Regions from separate parts of the Mus musculus genome. Here region 1 is linked to region 2. A link is a contact called in public HiCAR-type data. All regions are on one chromosome and are shown on one strand. The core of a region is the stretch at or near the end of the contact, and the rest is flanking DNA. Distances in the headings are between cores, read along the strand shown. Region 1 overlaps Cnot10 (CCR4-NOT transcription complex, subunit 10). Region 2 overlaps Fbxl2 (F-box and leucine-rich repeat protein 2).

Region 1 (4,975 bases), core at 318-2,817, 600 kb after region 2:
GTCATTATCATTATTATTATTTTTACACTACAGCAACTGGAGAAGTATATGTTATGGTTGTTATTTGATTTTGTTGTTGTTGAAGACAAGGTCTTTCTTTGTAGCCCCGGCTGTTCTGCAACTCACAGAGATCTGTCTGCCTCTGCCTCTTGAGTGCTGGAATTAAAGGTACGGGCAACCAACCACATCTTTCTGGCCTTGTTTGATTTTTATTTTATTTATATTTTGTGTATGGGTGTTTTGCATGCATGTATTCTGTGCACTACTTCCAGTGCCCAGAGGAAGCCAAAAGAGGGCGTTGGATCCCTTGGAACTGGAATTGCAGATGGCTGTGAGTCGATGTGTGGGCACTGAGAATTGAACCCGGTTCTTCTAGAAGAGCAGTCAGCCAGCCAGCCAGTGTTTTTAACTGTAGATTCATCTCTCCAGTCCCTGTCGTTTGATTTTTGAGACAAATTCTCACTCCATTGTTTCATGCAGTCAAGCTTAAACTTCTGAGCAATCTTCTGCCTTAGTCAGGGACTACAGGCAAGACAGTCCTTTGTCACAATGCCAGCTGAAATACTTATCAATGGTATTTATCCAAATAGATGCTTGCCTGGCCCAGCCTCGGCATAAAGCCATAAAATATCATCCTTGTCCAATACTTGGGAGTACTTAGCTAAAGCAGTATTTTTCCTTTCTTTAAAAACTCAGGCCGGGTGGTGGTGGTGCACGCCTTTAATCCCAGCACTTGGGAGGCAGAGGCAGGCGGATTTCTGAGTTTGAGGCCAGCCTGGTCTACAAAGTGAGTTCCAGAACAGCCAGGACTACACAGAGAAACCCTGTCTCAAAAAACAAAAACAAACAAAAAAACAAAACAAAAAAACCCCCAAAAACTCAGGCAGAAAAGAGCCAGAAGAGTACAGAGGATCTTAAACCTTCACCCACAGAGCAAAGATAAGTCAAGGAACCGAAGCAAATGAAATACATTGAGTAATGTTATTATGGTAAAAATTAAAATCTAAACAATGGGGAAAAAAACCAAAAAAAAAAAAAAAAGCCAAAGATAGAAATGGCTTATACATTTACTCAACCACGGAAGTGACAGGAGTAAAATAAAGCTGTATAAAACAAACTAGTCAAATAACTAAAACAAAATCAATAGAATCGAATAAAGTGGAAAGGAACAGATGACGGGAAGAAATCAGTGAAGAAATTTGTTGGGCTGTTCCGCGCTGCCGCTAGGTGGCGCTCGGCGCCCCGGGCTCCACGCGGATTCCCGGTTGCGTCCCGAGACTCTGCCTCTCTGCTGCTTTCCAGAGGGATCCCGCGGGCTGGCCGTACCCCTTCCCGGCTGTCCCCGCTGGGAATAGCTTGGAGGTCGTGTGAAGAGTCACATCGTGGGCAGGATACCCTGGTGATAAGGACACAGATCGCAGCGGGACCACAGCTGTTCCAATGATTTTGATTTCCTTGGTGGGACAGCTACAATAAAGTTTTTTCTCGTATATTAAAGGATCAACGCGTATGGAGTGAAAACTCCCCACCTGCAGGGTTGCCTGTTAGCTTCCTGAGGTCTCAGCGGAGATATGGACTGTGGTAAGACTGTTGGCAGCTGGCCATTGCCCGGGTCCCAGAAGTCCCCAATCAGGGCTGAGCTGGGGGGGGGGGGGTGTGGGTGTGGGTGGGGATAGGGGCTGCTCACATGCTAATGTGGCGGTGACAATCGTGCGGGGGCGCCCCCGCGCCTGGGGGAGCCAAGGCAGAAACAAAGCATTAGCATTTTCCCCTAGAGAAAGGACTGCATTCCTGGGAGGGGAGCGCGGCCCTCCCCATTCACACTGGGGACCACACAGAGTGCCTCTTGCGCCAAAAGCTGGAAGGTTCGTCGGTTTGGCTTTTCTTTTGACCCGGGCGTTGCATACGAAATGTAGATATTTTCCTAAACGCCGGCTTTGACATTTAATGCGTTCCTAAGTAGTCTGAAATGTGGACTGGATTAGGAGGAGGCTAGGGGCCCACCGGGACACTCAGGCAAATCCCCTTAAATCCTCCAAGACAATTGTGTGTCACCACACGGATTCGCTTTGCCCCAAATGAGGAGGCTAATGAACTTCACTGCCTCCTTCCGTGACAGCCCACTCGCACCTGGCCGAGCCTCTGCGCCCGCCTCCCAGCTTTGTGTCAGGGCGTGTTTACTTTGTGTTTACTTTAGGCCAGGCCTGTTGGCTTCTAGGATCCAGTCTGACCATTAACTAAGGCACCTATCCTGGGCCATTGCTCAACCTTTACTCCACAAGGGGTGAGGGACACAAATACTGAGGGCCCTGGGACCTTGGGGCTATTACAGGCCACCCCATTTCAGGCCCCTTGGAACACTGCTAAGCCCAGAAAGAAAAATAGCATGAAACTCTACTTTACATGGGGAGTATTTTACCAGCAGGTTATGCGCCCCCGGAGGCCAGAAGAGGGCATCAGCTCTATTGACCTGGAGCTACCTGGTTTCGAGCCACCGTGTGGATTCTGGGAATCGAGCACCATCCTCTGCATACCTTCAGCTCCTCTCACCCATCTTCATAATTTACTTCTTATTCTCTCCCCTTCCCCTTTGAGACAGGTCTCATTATGAAACCCTGGCTGGCCTGGAATTTGCTATACTGTCCAGAATGGCTTCAATCTCACATATTTCTTTTTTTTTTTTTTCTTTTTTTTCTTTTTTTGGTTTTTCGAGACAGGGTTTCTCTTTATAGCTCTGGCTGTCCTGGAGCTCACTTTGTAGACCGGGCTGGCCTCAGAAATCCGCCTGACTCTGCCTCCCAGTGCTGGGATTAAAGGCGAGCGCCACCACGCCCGGCCAATCTCACATATTTCAATGTCACTCAAATTTTGCAAATTTTTGTTTTTTGTTTGGTTGAGACAGAGTTTCTCTGCTTAGCCCTGGAAGAACTCTGTAGACCAAGCTGGCCTTGAACTCAGAGATCTGTCATTCTCTGCCTTCTGGTGTGCTGAGAGGCAGAGACAGGTGGATTTGTGAGTTTGAGGCTAGTCTGGTCTACATAGCAAGTTCAAGGGCATCAGGAATAGAGACCCTGTTTCAAAAGCAAACACTACTACTGTTAGGATTTATGCCATGGGAGTACCTTGGCAGATTACAGGCAAGGTTTACCGGAAAGATCACACCATGCAACATATCTTCTGCAACAGATTGATTGACGGGGAGGGGGAAAGGCAGTCTTGGAGAGGGGACATGAAAGAGAGACAGAGACACCAAGAGAGAGCTAGAATGATGGCCAAAACCTTTTCAAAGGTCTGGTGATGACACAGCTCAGCCACTGAGTCATTGAGGGTAGGCTTGGGTGCACCTTGTCTCTACCCCACGCCCCCCAGAAAACAAAAACAACACAAACCAACAACAACAAAAACCAAAGCAAAAATTCTTTATAACAGTCTTGAGTGCTGGGTCCAACCTCCATAACTATGGCGACGTGAACAAGAATGGCTCTCATCGACTCATATTTGAATGCTTCATCTTCAGGGAGTGACACTTCAGGGACTGGGAGGCGTGGCCTTGCTGGCAGAAGTGCATCACAGGGACAGGCCCAGTGTTTCTCTCCAGTCTCCTCTCCAGCACTACTTCCGTCTTCCTGCCACAATGTTCCCTGAAATGAAGATAATGAACTGAACCTTAGAAATTGTAAGCCAGCCCCAATTAAATGTTTCCATTTATTTAAGTTGCTGTGGTCATGGTATTTCTTCACAGCAACTGGAACAATGACTAAGACAACTGCCACAAAATAGCTAAATAAATAAAAGTTTGCTAGCCTCAAACTCAAAGATCCACTTGCCTCTCCCTCCTGAGTTCTGGGCTTAAAGGTTTGTGCAACCACTGTCCCACTCCCTTTTTTAATGAAAAAACAACAACAACAACAACTATATATCTATATACCTGTGTGTATAAATAATATAAATATTATATAAATTATAATATAAATAATAAAGTCATATAATAATTTATAAATATAAAATGTATAAATAAAATATCAGGGCAGGAACTCAAGCAGGAGCAGAGGCAGCAACCATGGAGAAACACTGCTTTGGGCTTGCTCCCAGGTTTAATTTGGGATACCATTTTTATACTTGCTCAGAAGTGGCTGAGCCCACATCCATCAACAATCAAAACAATGACCCACAGACTTATCCACAGGTCAGTTTGGGGAAGCCATTTCCTCAAGTCATGCTCCCTCTTCCCAGGTGACTGGTGACTGGTTTGTGTGGCGTCAACCAACACAGGTCCTTTCTTTCCATGGACCATAGCATCCCTGCCACTCAGCAAAGCTCAGGCACAAAGAATCAAGTGCCAGACTGACATGGGATCCATGACATTTTCAGTAGTTTTTCCTGTTGGCTTCCAAGAAGAAGGGTCCAGAGAGACTTGTGCACAGGATGGGGAGCAGTGTGAATTCAAATGTTCAGGGCCCACAGGCAGCAGAAGGCCAATGGATTCATCCAGTCTGTGGGCCAGGCTTCTCCTCTACCATCATCCAACTGTACTAATTATTTTTATTAGTATATTAACTGTATATTAACTTTCTTACTTACTGTGCCACAACACAGGAATGAGGCCATAGAACAGTCTGTAGTACCTGGCTCTCTCCTTCCATCACGTGGACCCTCAGGACTAACTAACCTCAGCCCATCCTGCTTGTTGGTAAACTCCCTTCCCACTGAACTATTTCATCTACCTTTTTAAGAGATGGAGCCCTATCTAGCCCAGTCTGGCCTTGTCGTGCCTTGTTCGTGAGCCCAAAAGACCAACCAGGAGCTGACTCTGATGCAATCACATTAGGGTCTCTTTATTACAGACTCGAGTTTGGGCTTACTCACCAACCCACAAGATGGTTTGGTGAAGCAGCCCTGAACTCTCATTGGGACAAGGTTTTATAGAAAATGGGAGCACATGAGGGGGTGACTACTCTGGCAAGCATCTAATTAA
Region 2 (5,022 bases), core at 225-2,724:
CTGCTTGCTGTACTGCGGTGTGGCAGTGTCCTCTGCAAAGCACGCGCTGAAGACTCAGTGCCATGTGTGGGAAGGGTCACCATGAATAAACGGAGGGCTGGAAGAGCCGGAGACTACCAACACCTCATCCGACTTAACAGCCTGCCGGGCTTCATTCTCCCCTGTCTAGTGCATAGGAAGTAATCTGCGGTTTTCTCTAAGAGCTACCCCCGACCACGGCTTTCCAACCAGAAACAAGGAAAGATGCTTCAGGGGACAGTTCCGAGTTTACTCCCTTGACCAGTTTTATGGCCCAGTTTGAGTAAAGGTGCCAATAGTAAAGCCAGTAGATTTACTGTCCTTGTCTAAAATGCACAGGGTTGGAAGTGTAAATTAAAAGCACATACTGCTCACAACTGGTAACTCCAGCTACAGGAGCATCCACAGTCCCATGCATGGACCCTAGCACAGACACGTACACACATTAAAAGTACACACATCCATGATTCAGTTGTGGCTATGCAATGAGATCCTGACCTTGGTCATATATCACCAGCCTCTTAGAAGTGGTAATTAAGGTTGCAGAAGTACTAGGGTGAGTTTACATGGCCAAGTTTACTTAATAACTTCAGACTGGACAGTTGCCCCCCACCCATGAAAATAGAAAATGCATATGAGCATAAATGCTGTAAAGAGAAAAGATCCAGTGTCTGAGAGCGACCGACAGGCTGAGCTTGACAGTCCGTGAGCTAATAATGTCAGGTGCTGGGGTTCAGGTAGGAAAGGACAGAATGTGCTTGGAGGCCCAGGCTGGGGGACAAGAATGTCAGGCTCAGAGTGTGGCAGGAGACAGGCCACCATTGGGGTCACAGGAATCAAATGAAGATCACCAAACTTGGCAGCAAACATCCTTCCCATCGAGCCTGCTCATGGGGTTCCCCTTGCAGCCCAGGATCCCTGGGTGATGTTACACTTCCCAGAAAGGCCAGCAGTATAGAACCCTGTTAATTCTTTAAGTGTTAGCAAAAGTTCTATAGCATTTCTACATGTTCCTACATGTACATTTGGGGTAATTTAGGAACTTCCTTAAGGGTTATTTGGGTTATTTTATATCAAGTGAGTTAGACGTTCATTTCGCTCATGTTGTCAGATTTATGTAGTTGTGCCTCCTACAAGTTTAGCATCCATAATGTGAAAATTTGAAATTCTCCAAATCTAAACAATTTTGATTATCACTACAAATAGAACAGGTCACAGTCAGAACACGGTGCAGTAGCAATTGTGAAAGGTGCACGTTAGGCATAAGATTAATTTGTTTCTAGATTTTGGACCTAGCCTCAAGTACTTCATTATCTAAGTGTATATAATGAGACAATCTGGAAGGCCAACACCTTGGCCCCATTTTAGATACAGGACGCTCAGCCTGTATAGACCTGGTGGCAGCTGATTGCTGCTGATACTAGCAGCCTGGCCTGGGGCCTGTTTCCAAAGCAGCAGCCAGTGTTGCTAGGATACTGCTCTGGTGTTTGTGTTTTCCACTCACTGTGCTCTACCGTGTTATGGCCTTTTAATTTGGGCTTTATTTTGCTTTCTTCTGACGACACTGTCCTACTTCACTTGGTATCCTGTCCTCCTGCTCAGCCGGGTGAAGCTTGTGCCAGGATCCCCTTCTGTCTCGACAACATCCTCTGCATGAGGAGAGTCTCGAGTTTACCTAGTGACGCTTCAGCTTCTTCCCTTGCCTGCTGTGGGATCACACCGTTAATGTGGATGTGCGCGTCTGTCTCCCAGCCTTGCCGCGTGCCGGTGCTGTGTGTTCTGTTTAACATACTCAGCAGTGGCACTGTAACACTGAGGACCCACTGTCGTGCTTTCTGTGGTAGTAGATTCATTTTAAATTCACCCCAGTGTCCTCCCAGCACTTCCTGGAGATTTCCATCACAGGATTCTGAGGTGAGGATTCTGGGCCTTTGCCAGTGTCTGCCCAAGGATCCTCGTGAGGAAACTGGCTTTGGTGGTTGGAAGATGGCCCATGATGAGCATCTGCCCGAGGTCTGGTCAGCTTCAACCTACAGGAACATGGTACCAGCTTGGGACTTTTTAGCCCTGTTTTGGTTCTAACTGTGATCCTATGACTGTCACATCTTTTGTCCCTGCTCCCAAGTCACCCCCTTTGTTCTCTAAAGGCTGTGCTCACTTGCCAACACTAGACCACTTTGCTTTAAGGCCGTTCACTGGTTTTTGGTTTTAATTTTCGGAACAGTTCTATGTTCTGTATCTACTCATGAGCACTGACTTTGTTGCTTTTATGGTGTCTTCATAATTTCTACCAGGAACATTTTTCTGAAGTCCACTTTAAAATGTCAAATGTCATGTTAATCTGGACTTGTCATCTGCACACTGCCACCAAACATAAGTCCAGACTGTTCTGTTACATCCAGAATGCTCCGACACCTTCATTACATCTCCTTGCACCAGGCCTATAGTACTGCGTTGTGAGGTAAGGCCCCGTAGTCTGCATCCAATGGCCAAGTCCCCATACTGATCGTCCGATGCCTATGGGGCAGTTGCCTCGCCGCCGTGAGACAGGTAGGTGTTCAGACCCCTTCAGACAGCCTGCCTCAGGTCTGCCTTAGGTCTAGGCTCCCTGTGTGCTCTCAGGTGGTCCTGCAGATTGTCACTCCTGGGCAAAGATGAAAGACTGTCCATTCACCCTTTCCTGGCAGGAAGCATAGCTCTGTTTTGAGTTACTGCCAGGAAGGCTTCTTGGTAGACCATCCTCCCCCTGGGTCCTCTGAGCAGAAACAACAGGTTCTTGGGGATTTGTTCCTGTCTCAGAATCCCTTGTTATCAGCTCCTTTAAGCCTATCTTGGGATATATAAAGCAAAAAACACCCAGTGACTCATTCAATCCCATGGCCCTAAGGTCCCTGGCTGGCTGCCCCATCTTCTCTTGGCCTTCTTAATATTTAAGTAGAAGTGTGTGCCTAGGCACTTAGTTGAAAGTCGATGATAAGGTAAGAAAGTATAAGGAAGATTTTTTTTTTTTTTAAAGACAGGGTCTCTATGTAGTTCTGGAACTCTGTATAGACCAGGCTGGCCTCAAACTCCGAGATCTGACTACCACTGCCCCCTGAGTGCTGGGATCAAAGGTGTGTGCCACCTGCTCAGCCAAGGAAGCCGGTTATCTAAGGAAGGCACTTCCAGCATAGAAGAAAGACTTCTTTTTTCCACTCATTCTGCCTTTTATCTGCCCTACTGGGCTGCTGGAGGAGACACTCACTGCCAGTCTGTCAATCACTGAGTTGGCTGTCCTTGTAAACTTGGGACCCACTATACTGCAAACGCACTTCACATGACGCCTGCACCTGGATTGCCCTCGGTGTACTGGGCTGGTGGGGGGGCTAATGGGGTGTCTAGCATGGGGTCAGGGGCCACATGCTGCTCACCCATGCCTTACACAAAGATTCACGTTCCAGAGCCAGGGTGAGATTGCTGATGCCCACAGTCCAGGCCAGGGGAGCCCTCAGGACACTTTGCAGTGAATAGAGTCAGCAGCCTGTGATGTTTCTCTTCTCCTCGGCCCTGAGTTGTAGTCTCACTGCAGGCCTGATGCTCTGTTCATCATCTTTGGTGGGTTTCATTTTAGTTTCTGAAGTAAGCTTTTTTTTTGATCTTGTTCTTTGAAATATGGTCTCGACATGGCAGCCAGGCTGGGCTCACACCTGAACTCTTCGGGTGGCAGCTTCCCAGGAGCTAAGATCACAGCTGTGCACCTCACACCACCTGACTCACTGTGGTGTCAGTTTAGTTTACTCTTATCTCCCATTTCTAAAAGCAGCCTGTGTAAAAAATGGGACCGCACTGAGAGTGGTATCCTGGTGTTCAGAAACCCCAAGAAAGGCTATCCTGACCTTACAGGACCCCTACACCACGCAGAGGGCCAAGCGAACACGAGCAGGCCCATAGGGTGGCCCCAATCTTTGCTCCTAGGTAATGGGATTTTTACATCGAACTTTCATCTCCCTGACAAGGTGAACATGAGGTTATGTGAATCGATGGGGCTGTGAGTTTCTGTCAGCTTCTCTCCCTCTCTACAACAGAAGTCATGTTCAGATGCCCCACAGCCCAGGCTAGCCCAGCAAGGAGGTCTAAGAGCAAGAGTGATAGTGGCTTTACACAAAGTGAACCCCGTGGCATCTGCTGTCTGTGTGTGTGTGTGTGTGTGTGTGTGTCCTCTCATCCCTAAGGCAGCCTGAAGTCTCACCAGTAGCTCGGACTCACCAGGGCTTGCAGCTTGGGACAGTGGATGGAGAGCTGGACGAGGGTGCTGTCGGTAATCTGGAGAGAGACACAGTCAGTGTGGCTCCTGCACTAGGGCTTAACACCCGGTCCTGGATTCTCCTGAGCGTGGGACTCAGAGGGAGCAAAAAGAAAAGTAAAACCTCATTCAAGCACACTGGGGCTCACACTGTCAACTCCTAGGCTCACTAGGAGGCTCACTGCTCTTTGGCCTTGCTTCTGGTGCCTGAGGGAGCCTAGGGACAGGACAGACATCAAAGCGGTGGGTGGGGAGTTCCCCAGAACACCCTCCTGTAGTCACCCTGTCACCCAACATGCAGGTTCATTCCTCTCACAAGCTCTGTGTGAAATAAAAGGCAACCCTGCTTATGCTTGGGAATGGATGGTACTCTCCTGCATGTGGAACCACCAGACACTTACAGACCCCATTACAAATGGCCTAACGGGGGCCTGATCCCCACCACCATGCTGGGTAGTACTGGTAACCTCTGCTTGCTACAATGCCAGCCCCCTAAGGGGTTGCCAGAAGTCCACTCACCAGGACACATTCTTCAAGGTCCATCTTCTCCAGCTCATGGCAATTCTGAAAGAGTCCATGGGGCTTTACTTTACTATGTGGGCACACAAAGAGTAGCCCTGCAGCTCACCTGTTTCACTGAGGAGTGGGCCCTGCTCCTTCAGCCATCCCAAACAAGTAATTCAGAGTGGCTGCCAAGCTCAGTCTGAACAGCGGTCATGGCT

The links. HiCAR-type assays count read pairs that join an accessible place to other places.
Region 1: a contact with region 2 is called in a HiCAR-type map of astrocytes, with 2.7 times the contacts expected there. The contact joins two enhancer-like sites. A contact is called at or near these places in 3 of 484 Hi-C or Micro-C datasets (cortical neurons and embryonic stem cells) and 2 of 115 datasets of contacts at active chromatin or transcription factors (astrocytes and embryonic stem cells).

What each region holds. Positions count from the first base shown.
Region 1 is chr9:114,582,699-114,587,673 of GRCm38.p6, forward strand. It overlaps Cnot10 (CCR4-NOT transcription complex, subunit 10), which reads right to left. Exons shown (of 20, transcript NM_153585.5): 20 at 3,176-3,641. Among named protein-coding and RNA genes, the nearest start is that of Trim71, 21 kb to the left of the region's middle. Within about 2 kb of position 1,568, at least 138 of the 459 cell types and tissues checked have an H3K27ac peak or open chromatin away from gene starts, as enhancers often do. A contact at or near this core is called in astrocytes, where this site is marked.
Region 2 is chr9:113,979,722-113,984,743 of GRCm38.p6, forward strand. Fbxl2 (F-box and leucine-rich repeat protein 2) reads right to left here. Exons shown (of 15, transcript NM_178624.6): 12 at 4,820-4,864; 13 at 4,264-4,320. Among named protein-coding and RNA genes, the nearest start is that of Fbxl2, 45 kb to the right of the region's middle. Within about 2 kb of position 1,475, at least 84 of the 459 cell types and tissues checked have an H3K27ac peak or open chromatin away from gene starts, as enhancers often do. A contact at or near this core is called in astrocytes, where this site is marked.